Regions from separate parts of the Mus musculus genome. Here all the other regions are linked to region 1. A link is a contact called in public HiChIP or PLAC-seq and promoter capture Hi-C data. All regions are on one chromosome and are shown on one strand. The core of a region is the stretch at or near the end of the contact, and the rest is flanking DNA. Distances in the headings are between cores, read along the strand shown.

The links. HiChIP or PLAC-seq counts read pairs in DNA pulled down with a chosen protein or histone mark. Capture Hi-C pulls out chosen DNA fragments and counts their contacts.
Region 2: a contact with region 1 is called in a promoter capture Hi-C map of pancreatic islet. The contact joins the promoter of Maff here to the promoter of Pdgfb in region 1. A contact is called at or near these places in 2 of 115 datasets of contacts at active chromatin or transcription factors (microglia and pancreatic cancer cells) and 1 of 9 other capture datasets (pancreatic islet).
Region 3: a FOXA1 HiChIP or PLAC-seq map of pancreatic cancer cells shows a contact between it and region 1. The contact joins the promoter of Enthd1 here to the promoter of Pdgfb in region 1. A contact is called at or near these places in 1 of 39 promoter capture datasets (liver) and 1 of 115 datasets of contacts at active chromatin or transcription factors (pancreatic cancer cells).

What each region holds. Positions count from the first base shown.
Region 1 is chr15:80,013,306-80,016,614 of GRCm38.p6, reverse strand. Pdgfb (platelet derived growth factor, B polypeptide) reads left to right here and starts at 1,638. Exons shown (of 7, transcript NM_011057.4): 1 at 1,638-2,679. The coding sequence starts at 2,617.
Region 2 is chr15:79,345,956-79,349,264 of GRCm38.p6, reverse strand. Maff (v-maf musculoaponeurotic fibrosarcoma oncogene family, protein F (avian)) reads right to left here and starts at 1,745. Exons shown (of 3, transcript NM_010755.4): 1 at 1,511-1,745.
Region 3 is chr15:80,558,829-80,562,137 of GRCm38.p6, reverse strand. It overlaps Enthd1 (ENTH domain containing 1), which reads left to right and starts at 1,668. Exons shown (of 6, transcript NM_001163189.1): 1 at 1,668-2,134. The coding sequence starts at 1,786.

The DNA of each region.
Region 1 (3,309 bases), core at 389-2,888:
GTATGCTTCCTGCCACTCTGTGAGGAGGGCAAACCCCTTTCACTGCATCAAGGTACTGCACGTATCAGTTTAAAACCAAGTTCATGTATATGTGTGTGGTGTGTGTGCATGCCTGCGCGTGTGTTCAGGTGACTGGAAAACCTCCAGTGTCACCCTTAGAAACACTGTCAATGTCTTTTGAGATAGTGTCTCTCATTGGCCTGAAGCTCACAGATTGGTCTAGACTGTCTGGGCGGGCGGCAAGTGCTAGTCTCTACCTTCCCGATGCCTGTTTAGATGAGTTCTGGGACTGGACTCAGCTCCTCTTCTAAGCATTTTACCAAATGGGGGTCTCCCCAGACCCCCAACCCAACCTATGGAGCCCACTGTCACAGAGATGGCAAACATTGCCAGCCCCCTCTCATTTTCCCACGATCCTCTGCAATTCTTCTTCTCCTCCGGTTATGTCTCCGAGTTACAGAAGAGGAAATCAAGGTACCATTGGTGAGCTTAACCTACCTTAGAGGTCACCTGCTCCAGGCTACCTCCCAGCCACTCTGCTAGCTAGTCATTTGGAAAAATGGGGTACCTGGAGCCACGTGTAAAGAGGCCCGAGAGGTTCTTCCTTATCAGTACCACCTCATCCAGGGCCATGAGAGGCAACAGCACCATTCAGTGGATATGGGGATACAGACCAAGTGGAGATGACAGGCAGCAGAAGTGGATGAGGGCAAGGTGCCCTAAAGGCAGGAGGCATTGCAGTGAGCCTGCCGGTCTTGTGGTGGGTGCTGGGCTGGCAAGCGTGCTTGCGTGTGACTGTGTCACTGTGACAGTGTGACTGCTGAAGGCAGGGACACAGCAGTTCCCTGAGCTGGGGGTGGAAGGTGTTAACTGTGAGAGTGCTGGTGTGGGTGGGTAGCCTCTGGGCCTGGAACTGGGTGGGGGGCAGAGAGGGGTAGTAAACACCCTGGTGACTTGAAGGCAGCATCTTGGTGGCAGTCCTTGGGAGGATGGTGCAGGGCTGGGGGTGGGGTGGGTTGAGTGACTTTGCAGTTCAACAGACTCAAATTCAGCTTATGCTGGCATGGCAGCGCATGCTGTGTGCCAGGCGACAAGCAAGGAGAGGCAGACCCAGTTTGTAGCTGAAGGGTTCCCGCTGGCTGTGGGTTTAGAGCTTCAACCTTGGGGCTGGTGTGTGGCTGGATGTTTTCTGATCATTCTGACATTTAATCCACACACTTTGTCCCCCACTTAGAGAATGTAGGGTGAATCACAGAAGGAAAGTGACGTGCCCAAGGTGACCCAGCTATTTAATTAGACTCAATGGAATCTAAGCTGCCAGGTTGCAGATGTCTGGTTCTGGGGTTCAGGGGCCACACTCCTGGCCTTGGTCCTGGCCCTGCAGACAGGCCCCTAAACACTGTGCTAATGGGTGGGGCCGCAGTTCACCTTCAGTTCCTGCCAAGAGGCTAGATTCACAGTCACAGGGGCTGCGTAGTTCTCAGAGACCCCTCAAGCAGCAGTCTTTGCCTGAGGACCTCCCTTGGTTCCTGCCCCCTCCCGGCGCTGACTCCGGGCCAGGAGAGGAAAGGCTGTCTCCACCCACCTCTTGCACTCTCCCTTCTCCTTTATAAAGGCCGGAACAGCTGAAGGGTGGCAACTTCTCCTGCAGCCGGGAGCAGCCTGCCTGCCTCCCCCGCTGCCTCCCTGAGGGCTTCCCTCCGGCCGCCAGCGCCCATCTTTCTCCAGAGAGATATTTTGCGCACACACACATACACACACGCGCAAAAGGGAAAGGAGGAAAAAAAAAAAAAGCCCACCCTCTAGCTTCGTTGCAACGAGAAAGCCGGAGCAGCCGCAGCTCGAAACCCGCAGAGGAAGCCCAGAGTGGCGAGCGAGTGGGTAGATAGACAGACTGACCCGAGCCGCGTCCACCTGTCGGCCCGGACCAGCCCAGCGCGCAGTGGGCGCGCCGCGCTCTCGGAGCAGCCGTGCCCGCCGCTTGGGCCCTGCGCCAGGGCGCACACGCTCCCGCCCCGCCACCCGGCCCGGGCGGGAGTTTGCACCTCTCCCTGCCCGGGTGTTCGGGCCGCCGCTGCAAAGCCAACTTTGGAAAAAGTTTTTTTTTGGAGACTTGGGCTTGGAGGTCCCCAGCTCTGCGCTTTCTGATCTGGGGGTCCGTTCCAGAAAATGTTGCAAAAAAGCTAAGCCAGCAGGCAGAGGAACACGCCTTTAGCGGGCGAGTGAAGACGAACCATCGGCTGCCGTGTTCCTTTTCCTCTCTGAGGTTGGAGTCCCCTGCGCGCCCCCACACGGCTAGACGCCTTGGCTGGTTCGCGACGCAGCCCCCAGACTGTGGATGCTCGCGTGGGCTCGGGATCCGCCCAGGTAGCGGCTTTGGACCCCGGTCCCTTGTCCAGGTCCTCCCCAGCCCCCCAGCGACGGAGCCGGGGCCGGGGGCGGCGGCGCCCGGGGGCCATGCGGGTGAGCCGCGGCGGCGGCTGCAGCGGCCTGATCGCCTGATCGCGGGGGACCCGAGCGGAGCCCACCCTCCTCCCCAGCCCCCAACCCTGGCCGCGGGGGCGGCGCGCTCCGTCTACGCGTCCGGGGCCCCGCGGGGCCGGGCCCGGAGTCGGCATGAATCGCTGCTGGGCGCTCTTCCTTCCTCTCTGCTGCTACCTGCGTCTGGTCAGCGCCGAGGTGAGTTGCGACGGCGGCTAGGGCTGGATCCTTCCCTGGTTGTCCCAGCCCCCACGCCTGGCCGCCCCCTCCTCTCCCTGCAGTGAACTTTGGAGCCTTGCAGCGCGTGAGTCAGGCGCCGGGCACTGGGTGGCCCCAAGGGCTGGGAGGCCAGGTCCGGGGTGCTGGGCTCCTGGGGAGGAGGCAGCGGTGGGTTTCTTTCCAGTGGACCAATCTAGATCCCTAAAGCTTTTAGTGTCCTAGAAGGTGTGTGCTGCCCTGCCCCCTGCCTCAGGAGCTAGAGATCTTAAGCTTCCCGGTTAAGGGGAAAAGGTGAGGTGATATCTAGGGTGTCTAAGGCATCGAGACCTCCTGTGTCCTCCTCAGAACCAGCCTGGGCTTTGGTTCTGCCCAGGACCCGGCCTGCCCTAGAAGTATGTGCCTTCGAACTCAGGATATCCAGAGATCTTTGGCAAGGGTTTTGGTCCCACCCTAGCTTCTGCACTGGTCTAGAGTGGGCACCTTGGGGTCATGCTGGACGATCCAAAAGCACCTTGTATCTTGGCGCAAGGGGTCCAGAGAAAGAGAGACGGAGACACTAGAGAGACAGGCAGACAGACAGACGGTAGGTTCAGACGCTTGGAGTAGAGA
Region 2 (3,309 bases), core at 496-2,995, 670 kb after region 1:
CTGCAAACCCCTAACCCCCAATTCTATCCAGCCCCGGTCCTTGGGATGGCCTCTGCTTTCCCTGTTTCCCCTGGAAAACAGGCTGTGCATCTCAGCTTCCAGAGCGTCTTGCAGAGCTCTCCTGCCATCATACTGCAGATGGGGACCCTGGAATCCTCACAGTGGTAGCAGAACTCACTGGGCTCAAAGTTAAAATATCACTGATTCCACCCCCTAACTAGTTCAGTTGCCACCTCCTCGGACTCCAGCACCCTCGGGTGGGGGAGGGGGTAAGAGGGAAAGTCTTGAGTGGGATCACGGGGGTTCCCAGAACAGGTGTTCTCAGGCAGCGCTCCTCTCCCACATTAACCCTTCCCTCAGGAAGATCAGGGGTTAGCACTGGCTGCTGATCTTGCTGGGCATGGGTAGACTCCAGGTGTGCCAGCTGGCCCAGTATTTAAGTAGCCCTGGGGTCCAGGGTGGAAAGGGGGAGGATGACGGAGGGTGGAAGGGGCGGGAGAAAAATTCCAGACCTGGTGTGACCACCGATCGGTCTACACAGAGGTCCAGTCTAAGGAGTCCAACCTGAGGAGTGTGACAGTGGGCCTCATGCCATCCTCCTGGACCCAGCAGGTGCAGCCTCAGACACCCAGACCAACCACAGTCGCCAACAGAATAGTCCGGGAGCCTTGTGTTCTCCAATCTGTCACAAACTTTCTGGCCTTGCCTGTTTCTCCTGAGACTGGAAGAATGGGACAATCCAGGGGTGGACAGTCCATACTGAGCCGGAAAACTTGGGGCTAAGGAAGGACTCCCATGTACTAGGTTCCCAGATCCACCAGGTGGCCAGGAGAAGACTGGCTCGCTAACCTCTGCTCTATTCTAAGCTGCAGGCACCCGCGCTGGGCGAGGAACAAACACTGATGTCACATGGCTCCAGCCAGGGGAAACTCCAGAGACAACAGGGACCGGGCAGTCCCGGCTGGTGGAAAGGGGGAGGATGACGGAGGGTGGAAGGGGCGGGAGAAAAATTCCAGACCTGGTGTGACCACCGATCGGGCCACTTCCTTCGCTCGGGTCCTTATTCCGCATTTGCTCCAGTGGACACTGGTGCGCACCCACTTCAAGATACACTGGGCTAGTGTCAGTCTCCAAGGAGCGCGTGCGGCCACACACACAAACACACACCCCGAAGTACACCGTGTGCACGCAGCCCGCAGAACTCAGGACGCTCCCCAAAGAACACAGCCGCACGCACGCCACCGGGAGACGTAAACAAACCGCGCACACAAGGTGCTGGGCGCGGCTCCAGGGACTGTTCTCACCGAGTCACGTACGTGCACGCCCCGCCCCCGCCCCCGCCCCGGCTTCCTCCGGGGCCCGCGCACCGCCTCCCAGCCAGCCCCTCGGAGGCCCCTCCGGGAGCTGATGTTAAGGGGGCGCCGAAGGGGCAGGAGGACCACGCGCCGCCCAGGCAGGACCCGGAGCTCACACTTCTGGAGCTCGGTCCCCGTCCCTGACGCGTCCTTACCGCTCTCCGCCAGGCCCGGCGCTCAGTGCGTGCTTGTCGCGGCTGTCGCGGTGGCGGTCCTTGGCCGCTCTCGAGCCCCACTCCTCTCCGATCGGGACCGCAGTTCACTAGGAACCCGGCTCCGCGCAGCGCCGCTCCGAGTTTTGTTATGGGGCAGGCGGCGAAGGGGGCTGGAGCCGCGCGCAGTTGTAAGGCGAGCTTCCCGGAATTACTCACGCACAGGATTCCTTTCATTCATAAAAACCCAGTCATGCAGTGACGTCACCGCCCCAGCCGCCAGCAAGCCCCAGAGCGGCCGCCTGGAGCCGAGACCCCGCCCACGCCCGAGTGAGGCGCCGCCCCCAGTAGACCCCGCTGTAGGAGCCCACAGCCAGAGCCGCCACGGTTCTCCGTGCTGGGACTGTGTCCTCTGGATGCATTCACGTGACACCTCTGGAGAACGGCGTGGGTGGAGGTGTCATTTGCTTTGCTTTACAGTTCACTGTCTGGCCTCTTCTCTCGTCGATCTACATCCTTTGTCCGGATGACCTCATCCAGTCTCGTGGTTTTAAGTGCCTTCTCTGTACCTGTGAACCGTAGGTTTGTATTTCCGAAGCCACAGCAATTGCCTACCCCTGGTCTTCACGTGGTGTCGGCTCCATATCTTCAACCCTACCTCCACTCGCCCCAGGGACGCTTTCCCTGTGGGTCGATGTGCTTGCTTGTTACTAAACTCTGATGCCTAACGTTCAGACCCCACAACTTCCAAGGTGGAAGGAGACAATGACTCCAGAAAGCTGACCTCTGATCTCTACGTACTTAGAGCGGTGGAATGGGTCCATTCACACACAGACACATAACAAATAAGTGAATTTAAGGAAAACACAAGTTATAAGAAAAAGGTGTTCAAAAAATTTACCTCTGAACTCAAGTTCTCAATTCTAGAAAATACACAATCCTGTTCACCACCCTCCCCCACCCCCCACACACCCTTTTCCTACCTTCTAGAGAGCTGAGGCTGTGCCTGGCAAATAGTAGGTGCTCAACTAATGAAGAAATCCAGTAGACCTGTATGACAGTGAGGACCCCATGTGGCTAGATCCATCGCCCACATCCTCAGCCTAGGAGAACAGGGAGCCAGGCTTCTGCATCCACACCCTACTGCCCACAGAAGTCGATCTTTTGGTAATGGCCAAGCAATGTTGTGCAATGCTGCGTTTAGCAGTGGGGTTGGCCTTCTCACACTGTCTTTCCAGTGGCAGAGTCATGAGACGCCCCGCAAAAAATGGTATCCTGGGAGAAGAGGCTTCAGAGCTCAAGTGGCTGGAGGAGAGAATGATTTGGGATCTATCACATCTTTTTATCTTTCAGTGAGATCTTTGCCCATGTCACTGATCTTTCTGGTAAGAGGGACTGGTGGGTAGAATGAAGGTGAGAGAGCTGAGGCCTCCCTGTTGGCTGTCCTGCCAGACTGCACACTGTCACCCCCTCTACCAAACTCTGAGTCACAGGATGAAACAAGGCTACCAGACCCAGGACCCGTGAAACCTCGGAGTTCTTGCTCACTTGAGATGAAAGGGGAGACCGGTTGAGGGTGTCACTTCCATCCCCTCTGACAGCCTGCAGAGGAAGGCAGGTCAGTGTGGGCACTTGTCTGGACCCTGGCCTGCTCAGGTTACTCTTTGTTTGATAAGCTGCCTTCCTGAAAGACCTGGCCTGAGGCCACTCCCACTGCCTAAGTCTGGGACATCTTCAGCATTTAAACAGAGCAAGCCTGGAGTGTTCACACTGGTAGAAATTAAGAGACAAAAGCAGAGAAA
Region 3 (3,309 bases), core at 419-2,918, 550 kb before region 1:
ATTCCAGCAAGTTATAATTCTAAGGCAGTTTTTTTTTTAAAGAAAAAATAGATCTGTGAAGACATGGATCAATATTTGTTATTCTAGGCTGGTGTTATGGTGCAGCTCTGCATTGAGTGAGTTTGGTGGAGGGGAAAAAGGACAGTAGAAATTGAAAATTTTAATAGTGTGCTGAACCATTATAAATCAGGTTTTCACTGCAGGAGGAAGTCAGACGAAATGTTCACATTCCGGGTGCATACGAGACAACCAGAACATCACAGAAACACACTTTCTTTTTCTTCATAGGATATGGTCTCTTTCTGAGAAATCTTATTAAAGCAATTATATTTTGTATCTAATTTATTTCAGACTGCATTGGGTTTAAATCAAAAGGTAGAGGGGCTGAAAGGGTTAATGATCTGGTTTTGTTTTTTGTTTTTTTAAGGTGATAGTTCATTTAACCATGCATCTGAAAATTATGTTTTCCCTTGATACACAGATTAATCAGGCGTGAGCTAGAAGCTGAGGAGGCCAAGGAAACAAAACTAAAAATACCAAACAGTCGTTATGAGTTTGATTTTTTTTTCTTTCTTTTGGATGGGTGCAGCTTTGATAGCAAAATCTGATTATAGTTCATCTAGACTTCGTTGGGTCTGGATGCTCATCAGGGCTTGAAATCAATTTGGCACAGTGCCTTTGTCCCTGTCGGAGGTGAATCACCAGAGAAATTACAAACTAAGTGACTCACCTTCCTGCAGAGTAATGAAAAAGAGGAAGGGAGTTTCATGTAAATCAGAAACTGGTAATTCTCAAGTATCTTGCGAATTCTTAGGGCCGAGTACCGGTTTAAGTTTGAATGCGTTTTTATATTAACCTAAATGCTTCCTCTTCTATGTATGGGGAAGCTGTCAGACTCCTGCTAATCACTCCAGGCCTAAGGGAGTTCCTCACGCCATGTCATTTATAAATAGCACTTTGATACTGTTGAATGTTAAAACCACACCTTTTTTTCCCTGAAAGCGAGTAAAGAAAGTAATCGAAGCTTTCCCTCTAGTTTGCTAGGCTAAGATGCTGCTTTGGATACTGTGTTAGCTGTAATCCACAGGAGGTAGAGTATTTATCTTAACGCCGGCTCTCTAGATAGACCAGAGAGCAGCACCTACTCAGGTTTGATCAGAGTGCTTCATGGTTCTGCAGGGAACAGGGTTCTGGGTACGAGGAGGACCTCACACTCAATTTTCACCACCATTCAAATTATTTCCAGGACACAGTGTGTATAACAACAGCTTTTGTTAAGAAAGAGGTGTCAGAGTGCAAATTCCCCCTGAACTATGAATCTGTCTCCTCTGTGTGTACGTCTTTAAACTCGTACTCCTTGTCAAGGGAGCTGAGCAATATTTTCTGCAGAACCTTTTAGGAGCAGATAGACTACCTATATTCTCTGGATAGCTGAGGTCAGTCTTGTGAGGGATTTTCCCGTGTTTATCCTAAGCACACCTATATAGAGTCCTTTCCTTCCTCAGGCTGGTGATGTGACAGGCTTTCTTGGAAACTAAAATTTTTTTTTTTTTCAGACTAACTTGGTCTCCTGTAGACATTTTTTTTTTTTTTTTTTTTGAGGAACTTACACCACATTTTTTGTACTTTCCTTGCAGGAAATCGATACTTTACCAGGTGGAGATGAATCATTTGTGTTTGAGAGCGGCAGAACTTGGGACGAATCTGTCAGGCGCTCTGTAAACCAGTCACTCCTGACCCATCGCTCTCACCCACCTCCACCCCCTCCTCAGACTCACTGTAGCTATGTCATTCAGGAGGCAAGTGAAGAACTTCGTGAAAAATTACTCAGATGCCGAAAAAAAAGTCAGGGAAGCAACTTCCAATGACCCCTGGGGCCCCTCTAGCTCTCTGATGTTAGCTATCAGTGACATGACTTTCAATGCGGCCTCCCTCTCGGAGATCATGCACATGCTGTGGCAGCGACTCAGCGACCACGGGAAGAACTGGCGCCACGTGTACAAATCCCTCGCCCTGATGGACTACCTCATCAAGAACGGCTCCAGGAAAGTTATTCAGTATTGCAGAGAGGGCGTCTGTAACCTTCAAATGCTAAAGGATTTTCAACACATAGATGAAGCGGGCAAAGACCAAGGTAACAGTTTGTAAAAATTCGACAGTGTGCCTGTAAGGACAGGCGTGTATAGCAGTGTTTTAAATCTTCAACTGGAGCAAGGCGGTTCTCAATTTTTGAGTGCCTTGTGATGTAGCCTAGGCTGTCCTGAGCTTGCCCTCCAGTCCCAACCTCCCTCGCGCTAGGTTGATGTGCACCCTGTTATCACCCTGGGCTTAAAGAGTTGTCCTTAGATGTCCCAGCCACTGTTTTCCTCCGACCGCTGTGGTTCTCATTTCCGTCCTCTGATTGACTGTGGCACTTGGGAGAAGAGTGTGTTTGTTTTCAAAAGAGCACAGAACACACGCAGGTCCTGATCCAGTGACGCCTCACAGAAAAGTAAATACAGCAAATGAAGAGAGGAGACGCTGCCGTTTGTGTGTTGATGTCACTGTAATTCACGAGTATAATTAAGTCGGAATTTAGTCATAAACTAGGGAAGTGTTTCTAGGGACTCTGGAATCTCCGAAGGCTATGGAGATGAGCTCACTTAACTGAAGCACAGAAATTCAGGTCTTAAGATAATTCTGGGTGTAGAAAGGCGATGGCATAGGAAGATGGTATAGAGTATTGAAGTGGATTGGTGCCAAATTTGCAAAGAAAAGAGCCAACATTCCTTTCCTTTGTGTTAGAAATGCAAAGTTATAATTGTGCCTAAAGTGATAGGTTTTAAGTCATAAGAAGAAAATACAGTTCACTCTACTCTCCATGGTTACTGCATTTTAAAATGATAACTTTAAAGAAATGAAAAAATGAGACAAAAATAGTTTCTATGAACCCTTCTCCACCAAAACATCATCTCTCCAGTTTCTAAGATCAGTGAGGTACACTTGCTACAAGTGGCAGCCAGTGTTGACACTACTACTGATGTTCAGTTTAGTTGTATCATAGTTCTGTAGGTTTTGGAAAGACATACTGTCCTGTGTCAACCACCCAGTATAACACAGGGTCTTTCGCTTCCCCGAGGATGCCTTGTGACCTGCCCTCACCCTCTTTGCCCTGGATGCCACTGGTCTTTATAGTTTTACTTTTTCCAGATGTAAAACTTCTTTAGACTCGTTTCTTTCATTGGCAGGATACCCCACGGTTCTTCCAGATCCTTCCATAGGTTGGAAGCTTGTTTCTTTTTATCTTTCCTCTTTATGAAAAGGTTTGTT